Regions from separate parts of the Gossypium hirsutum genome. Here region 2 is linked to region 1. A link is a contact called in public Hi-C data. All regions are on one chromosome and are shown on one strand. The core of a region is the stretch at or near the end of the contact, and the rest is flanking DNA. Distances in the headings are between cores, read along the strand shown.

The links. A called contact is a pair of places that touch in the nucleus more often than the background predicts.
Region 2: a Hi-C map of leaf shows a contact between it and region 1, with 2.6 times the contacts expected there. The contact joins the promoter of LOC107954193 here to the promoter of LOC107954198 in region 1. A contact is called at or near these places in 8 of 34 Hi-C or Micro-C datasets (callus, hypocotyl, leaf and 1 more).

The regions. Positions count from the first base shown.
Region 1 is chrD07:14,467,156-14,472,225 of Gossypium_hirsutum_v2.1, reverse strand. LOC107954198 (cytochrome P450 86A1) reads right to left here and starts at 1,972. Exons shown (of 1, transcript XM_016889687.2): 1 at 153-1,972. The coding sequence starts at 1,898. The coding sequence ends at 354.
Region 2 is chrD07:14,624,141-14,629,210 of Gossypium_hirsutum_v2.1, reverse strand. LOC107954193 (anthranilate synthase alpha subunit 2, chloroplastic) reads right to left here and starts at 3,124. Exons shown (of 11, transcript XM_016889681.2): 1 at 2,760-3,124; 2 at 2,318-2,502; 3 at 2,036-2,225; 4 at 1,564-1,715; 5 at 1,105-1,220; 6 at 778-1,024; 7 at 640-696; 8 at 292-444; 9 at 1-69. The coding sequence starts at 2,952.

The DNA.
Region 1 (5,070 bases), core at 723-3,222:
GGTAATAATTGTGTTGGGATAAGGACATTGGATCAGGTTGTAAAAACATTAAGGACAGGGCATCTAGTCGGGCAAAGCCCATAAACCTAGCGAGATGGACGAACCTAAGCCAGCCCAACCCCTAGTGTCTAAAACATGGAGAAATTCAAATATGCATCTTAAAGCAACTGTATTGTATTGAAGAAACAAACATTTGTTTGAAATGTTGAAACCAAATCAAATCAAACTATACCCCCCCCCCCAAAGCCAACATGAACAACAATGATATATCCTCCATGCATGCTTTAATTTCCTGTATATAATAATAGTATAAGAGGTGGCAAATACAAAGTTAAGAGATCAGTACAATTTGTCTATGCAAGTAGACGCGGCTGCAAGTAAACACGAAGACCTTTCTTCATAAACAGTGTGAGAGACATCTTCTGCTCCACCCTGTGTCCAGGAACCAGCGAAACCCGATAACGCAGCAGAACTGCGGAGGCCACCGACTTCATTTGCAAGTAAGCCAAGTCTTTGCCCAAACAAGTCCTTGGTCCAGCGTTGAACGCCACAAACTTGTAACCATCCTTTGGTGCCTCGAACTTGTCACCTTCTGCTGATAGCCATCTTTCGGGCTTAAACTCCATGCAATCTTCTCCCCATATACTCTTCATTCTTCCAACTGAGTATATTGAATATGTGACGGTGGAGCCAGCGGGAACCAATGTGCCATCTGGTAACACATCGTCTTCGACAACGTACTTGAAGTCCTGAGGAACCGAGGGGTATAACCGCAGTGTTTCAGCTAATGCTGCTTTCAGATATATCAGCTTGTCTGCTTCATCGAACATCAGTGGCTCTTCCACCCATTTCTTGGTATCTGGGCCGCGGGTGTTGCGGAGAACCCTTGATATTTCATCGATGATCTTTTGCTCAATCTCTGGGTGGTTCATTACGAGCCAGAAGAACCAGCTGAGGGCTACGGAAGAGGTGTCACGACCAGCGAGGACGAAGTTCAGAGCGATGCATTGAAGAACGGTGCTTGTGAAAAGGTTTCCCCCAGCATCTTTTTTCTTCATGAAACGGGACAGTAGATCATCCAATGGAGCTTCTTTTCGTGCTTCAATGGCCTCGTTCATGTAGTTTTCAACGATTCGGAGGCTACTCTTTAATCTTTTCTCAGCTCCTATCCCCAAAATCTTCTTCAATCTCCATAGTAAACCAGGGTAAAGAAGCCTATTAAGAGTTGCTTCAGTGGCTGTATCGAAAGCAGTAGCAAAAGGGTTATCTGGTAACTCGTGAGAAAGTGTTTGTGGGTCTTTGCCAAATGTAAGCCCACAAATGTTGTCAAAGGTTAAACGAAGCAACAAGTCTTGCAAATCCACTGCTTTCTTCTCATTTGATGCTTTGTCCAAAATACACCATAGACGATTCTTGATAGTCCTATTAACCCAACGACCCATGGCTTGCCTGAGTGTCCTGGTCGTGAACTCAAGTGCTGCTGTTTTCCTCTGTATCAGCCACGATTCTCCATCACTGTTGAAGATCCCTTGCCCCAAAAGATCATGAAATGCAGCCTGCCAATGAGGCCCTTTGGGGTAATTATCGAACCGGGTCCGGAGAATGTGCTCAATGTTTTTGGGGTGACAAGTGACAGTGTAGAACCCTTGCTTGCGAGCCAAAAATGGAACAGCAATGGTACATGTTTGATAGGTGGCTGAACCACCCGTTGCTCGAAGATTACTAGCAATCCAATCATGCATCCTCCTCCGGTTCATGAAAAGAAATGGTAGGCTACCGACCAGAGGCCATACCCTTGGACCACTTAACCTCTTGGCTAGCAGATAGAACCATATTGCATAAGCAAATGTTGCAGCAGCTGCTAGGGTGAACCCAAATGGAGGGTTTTCCAATTCCATTGCTAGGACCTATATTAGAGAATTGATGCTATGGTCTAGAATTCTTTGCACTAGACAGCTTAATTGGACAGAGATTGATAGGATTGAAGTTATATATATGATTATGAATATGTTTATATATAAATATGAAGTGATGACAATGGGAAAGGTTTAGGAAGAGTAGTTAGGAAATTTCTAGTCCAAAGTCGCTGTTGGGTTGATAGGAACTATTTATTTTAGGGAATTTACACGAAAACCATGCAAAGTATGTTTTGTAGGTAAGTGACACAACTAATGCTTCGAAGCCATAATTAACTAATTGGTTGTTTTTACATTAATTTGATTTGTTTCTTAAGTTTTACCCGATATGTCATTATATCATCATCTACTCATGTTGAATACTTTTTTAAGACATAATCCTTTAAATATATATATATATAAAATTAGGCTTTAGGTAATTTAAAATTTTTTATAAAATAATTAACAATCGACTATTTAATTAAAAAGTGCAATTAATTGAGAGTTAGCGATCGGTTGAGTTCATGTAATATGGTTTTCATCAAAGCCCCTAACGGGCCACTAAGTGTTGCTTAGAGGTTATCATGCGTCGGGTTGGGCCGTAACAAAATTTTAGGTCTGTTTTATAGGCTTGGTCCTAAAAAATGGACCTAAAATATTGCCTAAGTCCGATCCGGATAAAAAAAGTTAAAACCCGAGTCTGACTCGGTCCGCCTGTATTAAAATTATTTTATATTATTTTTATATAAAAATAAATTTAAAAATAAAATACATTAAATACACTAAAAACATTAAAATAAATGTTTCCCAATAAATTAAAAAAAGTCTTTATACTTAAATAACACTAAGATATGTAAAACTTAACAAGTAAATACCTTTAAAGTAGTAGCAAAATTAATAATAAAACAAGAGTTATATAATATTCAAACAATAACAATAAAATAATAACAATATAATAGTGAAATGACAACAAAACAACAATATTTTTTTTTGCAAATTTGGGTCGGGCCAGGCCCGGGCCGAAAAAAATTTACTCGAGGCTCGACCTGTTTTCTAAATGGGCCTTATTTTTTTATTCAAGCCCATTTTTCAAGCCTAGTACTGATGTAACGTGACAACTAACTTGAAAAAATGATGATGTGATATTTGACATGAAAAAATGCTCATGTGAATTTTATAATTATTTTATTAGGAGGGCTTAATTGCTTTTCAAGGATATAAAAATTTTCAAAAATTTTATAAAATTATAAATATTTATAAAAGGGAAGTAATTTTAATTTTTTTATAATATTTTAATAATTTCTAACAATTTTTTTAATAAAATACTAATTTTTCCCCTCACAAGTTGCTTACATCATGCCTCAGTCCATCCTTATTAACTTCACTCGTATCACCTATTCTAAACTAAAACCATTACTCATCACTTATCTTAAGCTATCAAACACTAAATTCATTGTCTTTTAAACCCCTTTCTTAGCATCTGGGGTAAAGCCAATACTATGATATTAGGTGAGGGGGCAAAATAAAGTTTTAAAATGTTGGGGGAAAAAGCAAAAAAGACTTAAAAAAGACTTAATTTGAGTAATTCATAATTAAAATGGATTGGAAATGTTATTCTACCCCTCAACTAAAGGGTTCCAAGGCCACTGCTTGTCCGATTGCCTCCCTTAGTTACGTCTTTGCTCGACATTTTATACAAGTTTAATCATCGCATTTTCAAGACTATAGCTAAGCACTGTAGATGTGCCTAGCTTGTTTTTTTTGGGTGGGTGGGTGGGTGAGAGGGAAGGGAAGGAGAGAAAGGAAAGAAACATAGAAGGAAAAATGGAAGGAGGGAAAATGAAAAAGAAAAATAAAAAATTGTGTGAGCTTTTTATTTATAGACTTTTACATATTAATAATTTATTTTATAATTTTATTATGATTGTATATTTTTTTAGCATTTTATGTCGTTTTTTTATCATATCTATTCTTTTTAACATGATGCTAAAACTATCTATAGTTCCTCCTCAACTCATAAATAAGAGGATAATGTGCTTGAGCGCACTTGAACTCACATCCTTCTATATTTATAACAATACACATGCTAATAGAGCTAAGACTCAATCGACCAATAAATATATATTTATTTATTTGCATAAGATATCAAATTATTTAGGCGCCTTAAATAAATGGTTATGGTAATCCAATTTAGTGAAAATTTATACATGTAAATTAGTTAGTCTATAAGTTGAGTCATGAATAAATTTAAGATTAAATTTGAGAAATTAAAAAAACTTAAAAATAAAATTATTTAAGTAGTTATTTGTTTTAATTTAAAAAGTTTTTGGTGGATTTAATTTTAAATGATATATTTAAAATACTTACTCCACGTTTAAAAAATAAATTAACACGAGAATTAATATATTATATTAAAAAGTTGAGTTATTATTCTGAAATATTCATGTTTAATACGTGTTTAAGGCATAATCTTATAAAAAGAATTATATCAAATATATTATTCATATCCAAAAGCTAACTCCTACCAAATTTAATAATAATAATAAAAAACAAAAAAACTAAGCTCTTGTTTTTCCACGAAACCAATAGTTTACACTTTACTTTTCTTGGTGACCCTATTTTCCAAAGTAAAACAGAAAGAGAAGTGGTTAGAGACAGTTGATCTACATTGAGAAAGCTGGGATTTTTATTTCCATAAAGCTTTTAATTTGACTCCCATTGAGAGAGTAGTTTCAAGAGAGTGGAAACTTGAGGAGAAAGAAACATTGATTTCTTTTCTTTTTTGCTCTTTAAAATTAATTTTGTTCTCATTCTATCTTTCTATCATATAAAAGGTCGTAACAATAACCATTAGACTAATAAAATATCTCAACATTATTGCATCCACCATAAAATGAATATCTTTTCATAATCAATGTTAGCACTTAGTAAAAAACTTCATATTTCTTATTTTGTTTTCCAAAACTACTTCATTTGTACCCTTACTAACTTTATACATTTACATATTTGGATGACTGATCCAAAAATTTTCCAAATTTAATTCTACTTTAATTGCGTTTTTTCATTTTGGCCAATTTATTTCTTGTCTATCTTTCTTAACAAATTTATTCATGATTTTAACAGTACTATTGCATGCAAAGCTATTGCCGACAACATCTATTTTTCATGGTTCCAT
Region 2 (5,070 bases), core at 1,875-4,374, 160 kb before region 1:
GTGCATAACATGGGAATATTGTTCGATCTTCATCAGCTTTTCGACCTTAACAGATCCCGGCTTGGAAACCTGCACAAATATAAGTCCAATCTTACAGCCAGTTTATAAAATGGAAACTATAATCAAAGCTCTAATAGAGTATATTGCCAACATGATGTCTCAACATTCTAGGTTGCTAACAAAGCTGCAAAATTCTATATATTTTCCAATGTGATCTTGCAAATCCATAAATTGAGTAAAGTAAACATTAGAACTTCTGTACTACTTCAATGAAAATTTAGAGAAATAAACCTTTCCCACATCATTTCTCCCCAAGTCAACTAGCATAATGTGCTCCGCACACTGCTTTTCATCAGCCAAAAGTTCTTTTTCCAGCATTAAATCTTCTTTAGGTGTTTTCCCTCTTCTAATGGTCCCAGCCAGAGGTCGATTAGTAATCTTTCCCTGTCAACAAGATATAAAGAAAAAAAAACGCGATAAATGTCAGTTACAGCAATCTAATGTTATAACACTTTTGCCAATCGTGAATGAGGGGCAATGAAATGGGAAACCTCACACTAACAAACCAGAAGATAAAAAGGAACTGGACATAAAAATATTATTGCGTCAAAGAACTCATTCTAATACTGCAAGAATTACCTTCTTCACACGTGTAAGAATTTCCGGACTGGAAGCAACAAGTATACACCCTCTAGCCTGATCAAAGGATAAATGTTTTGAAAAGCTAGAATATCAAAATTAACCAAAGCATTTCCAACAAGGATAAGGAGGCAAAACCTGCAAATATGTCATGTATGGGCTTGGATTAACAATCCTGAGGGCTCTGTATATTTCAAATGGGTCAGCAAATGTTCTACGTTCAAAACGCTGACTTAATACAATCTGGAAAATATCACCAGCCAGAATGTGCTCTTTAGCCCGCAACACAGCCTCTGTGTATGCATCACTTGTCATGCTTGAAATCTCCAATTTTGGGCCAAAAAGACGAGTATACAACTTGATTGAACCTGCAGGCAGCTTTGGGCTGAAATTGACAAACAAAAAAATTATAAAGAGAAAAAGATGTTTAGAAAGGTATGGGATCATTAAGAAACAATCACTCACGGATCTATATCATGTACTCTAGATACTAAAGTTTCCAATCGTTTCATGCCATCATTATAGGCCTCATCAACTGAAGAATATTGATCTAACCGCACCCAGTGAATCAAAAATGCTTTCTGTGTTCAACAAGCTAATAAATCAAAGCCAAGATTATTCTCAAAAACATCCATAAAGTTCAACTATAATTTAAACCAAGACCACATATCAAGATGCATAATGTCATCCGAAAGGGGAAAAAAGAAGTGAAAATCACAGGAATGTAGGCATCATTGTAATGGCCTTTGAAACAGACCTAAGTTAAAGACATATGATAGAGTAATACACAATTCCACTACATAAATTTGAGAAACACTAAAGGAAATAAGAGATGCCGCTTAAAGACATACTCCCTTGCCGAAAAAACAAATGAGACACACCAAGAAAGAGATTATACATAGACTATAGGACAATGTAAAATACCTTCTCAACATGATCAAATACAATGACATCATCATAGAGGCCTAGATGAGCATCTGGAAGGTTTCGGTCATCGAGGGGAGCACTAGAGAATGGAAGCTTCTTTTTCTCTACGTACCGCACTGTGTCATATGAGAAATAACCAACCCAGCCACCTGAACAAAGACATTGTATCATTACACCATAAGTTGGTGTCTTCAATAACAAAAGCCTTCCATTCTTCTATTTTATCCATCAAAAATTGATGTGACACCTAAATATTTCCAGAAATGTCAAAAAGTAGTACGACTCCAGAGTGATTTTTTAGACTAGCACGTATAGAAATGGAAAGACAGAAAGAAGAAAAACAAAAAAAAAAAAACAAGATCAGAAATATCCAAAAACAAAGTTGATGACAGGACCTTCACACAAAAAACCAAAAGGGGTTATGGTGAACATCAGCTGAAGCTAAAGCTATTAAGTCCAAATTACTCACCACAAAATACTTCTGGAAGCTCATCTATACGTTGGGGCTCCCATCGCTCCATAATTCTCCGTGGAACAGTCATTGGATCGTCCACAATCTCCTCTATCTTACTCCCCTCCTCATGGTTCATAATTGTAACCATATTTTCTTTAGCCACAATTTCAATGCTTGGCTGAGCTCCAACCACACTATACCTTCCCTAACACGGATTAGCCCCAAATACACATCAACATAAACATTACTAAACCGTAGCCTATAAACATATAACAGGCGCGCGAAGAAGGAACTTACAACACTGGAAGCCAGCAAACCAGGCTCGACAGACTCGAACAAAAAGCTCGGAGCATCCCTATCATCTTCCTTGACTAAACATCTATATGCTATCACCGGCGTCAAGTGATCCGAGAATATACATCGGTAAAGAGGAACTAAATTCCCGTTCTTCGAAGCTTCTCGAAATTTCACTGACTGATCAACTGGTGAACATTCAAATCATAGAAAAAAAAACTTTTTTCTTTAAAAGTTCATATACATTACTTTCACTGAAGAAGGTAAAGAGGCAATAAATTGAACTATTCGGGGGGGGTTTGAAATTAGTAATTTTAATCTAAATTGAAAGGAAAATCACATCTTTGTCAACTGCATGCTCCCGCGAACAAAACAGAATCATTCAAAAATAATTTATTTTATTTTATTGAGATTGAGATTGAGATTGAAGGGAAAGTAATAGTACCTATAGAAGGAGATGATGAAAGCGAAGTGCATCTGAGCGTACGGACGCGGGAAGTGGAGCCAATAAGAGAAATGGACTTTGAACGGAAACCGGAGAATCTGGGGTTGAGGTTGACGGAAACGGTAGAAGAGAACCGGAGGGGATTAGACGGAAGCTGACGGGGAGTAAAGGCTAGGGTTTCGATGGCGGCCATTGCAGCAATTGATTTTGCCTGTTCAAAAGTGTGAAGCTGATGCGCCAAAAATTACAAAAGTTAATCAGTTCCAGAAAATGAAGGCAAAAACTTAGGGCTTTGCGCTCATTGGAAAGGAGAGAGAAAGTCGGTTCGGGTTGTTGATTTAGATCCGTCATTGGAACCTAATGTTGATTGGGCTTGGATCGGGTTCCAACCTTCTCTCATTTTAATAATATGCATATTTATCAATTTTATCATTTTCCTCTGAATTCTTTTTTTTTTCTTTCAGCTCATTATTCAAAATTTACGTTGTTAAAATTTTATTAACATAGATGTGGTAGTTCTCGTGATAGTTTACGTATACTTAATTGCTTACTTCTATTTAAAGACAGATTGTATTTTGATTTCTCTACTAAAAAAATAAATAAATTAACTTTTATACATTTCGAAAGGAGTAAATTAACATCTCTATTAAATTTTTATTTGTTAAATGATGAATAGAACACTAATTTGATTCAAAATATCATTTTAATTTTTAAAATTTTTCTTAACAATAATTCTAACAATTAAAAAGAATCTTAAAAATATTAAAAATTATGTTAAAATTTCAACAAATTTAATCTTCAATGTTTACAAGTTTTGCCATTTTAGTTATAATTTTGAAATTTTCAATAACTTTGCCCCTCAAAAATTACAAAAACTGTGAATTTACTCTTTAACTCTAAAAAATAAAAAAAATTTAAAAATTTTCGTTTTTAATCATTTATACTCCGCCTGTTAACCCATATGAGATATTAAAAGAAAAAAAAGGTAAACTATACTCTCTATCTCTAAACTTTGGTCAAGATTATATTTCGCCATCCAACTTTTAAAACTTTTGTAATAGCCATTAACGTTATCGAATTGGAACATGTAAGATACCCACATGTCATTAAATAATAATAGATAACCTCATGTTAATTACAATTTAAAAATAATTAAAGCTAATATTTAAATAAATATTTTATCTTAAAATTAAGTTACCATATATTTGTTTGATTTTTAAAATAATTACTATTAGGATACATTAAGAAAATGTTTTAGAGTTTTGAGATAAATTTAATTGTTTAAAATATACTGTTAAAAATATTAAAATAAATCTTTAAAAAATCTAAATTTAATAATTTAAAATTTATCTTATCCTACTAAATTTGTTATTCTCTTAAATTTTACTATTAACACAAGTTATTCAAAATATTAGAATGAATTGTTCAAAAAGAAACCAGATTAAATTTTTTATCTAATTTGTAAATATTTAAAATTAAAAATTAAAAAAAACTATATTATCACTTTTTCTTATCCAGTAAAAGCCTTAAAGATAAATCATTAAAAATACTAAGAAAAATTTTAAAATTTTGATATAAATTTTGCTAGCTTAAAATATTAAAATAAATTGTTTTAAAAACATCTATATTAAATTTTTTATCTTATCTTTTAAGATAAATATTGCGCAATATAGATAAATTTTGATTTTGACAATTTTATATCTGTTCTTTTGAACACAATGTCTAAAACTACCGTAGCCCTTCCCCAACCATAAATAAGAAGATAATGTGTTTTAATGTATTCGAACTCACGTCCTCCTACATTAACAACAATGCCCGTGCCAATCGAATTAAGACTCAATCGACGGTTTTAATAGATTTTAGTTACAATAAAATCGTATGAAATTTTCAATTTATTATAAAATATAATTAAATTTGATTTTTAACATAATTTACATGTTAAAATGATGTAAAAGTGCTATTAGTTTGGCTTTTTTTTTTCTTTGTTTCAATTTTTTTTGTAAAACTAATTGAAGAATTTTTTCATTAATTGATTGATGAATAGCATAGTTTATTGTTTAAATTCTATATTTGAATAAATATGTGATTATTAAGAAGTAATTTGATTTTGAGTAAATAAAAATTATTGATTTAAAATTATATTTCGATAGTTTATTATTTTTAATGTAGAAAATATTAAATTCATTTTATTTTATTAAAAAATTGAAATAAATTATCATTTTTACTTTTAAAAAAAGAGTTATCCAGAGTATCATATTTATCTTTCATTCAGAACTATTTAAAATAATATAAAATATTATATTAATAAGAT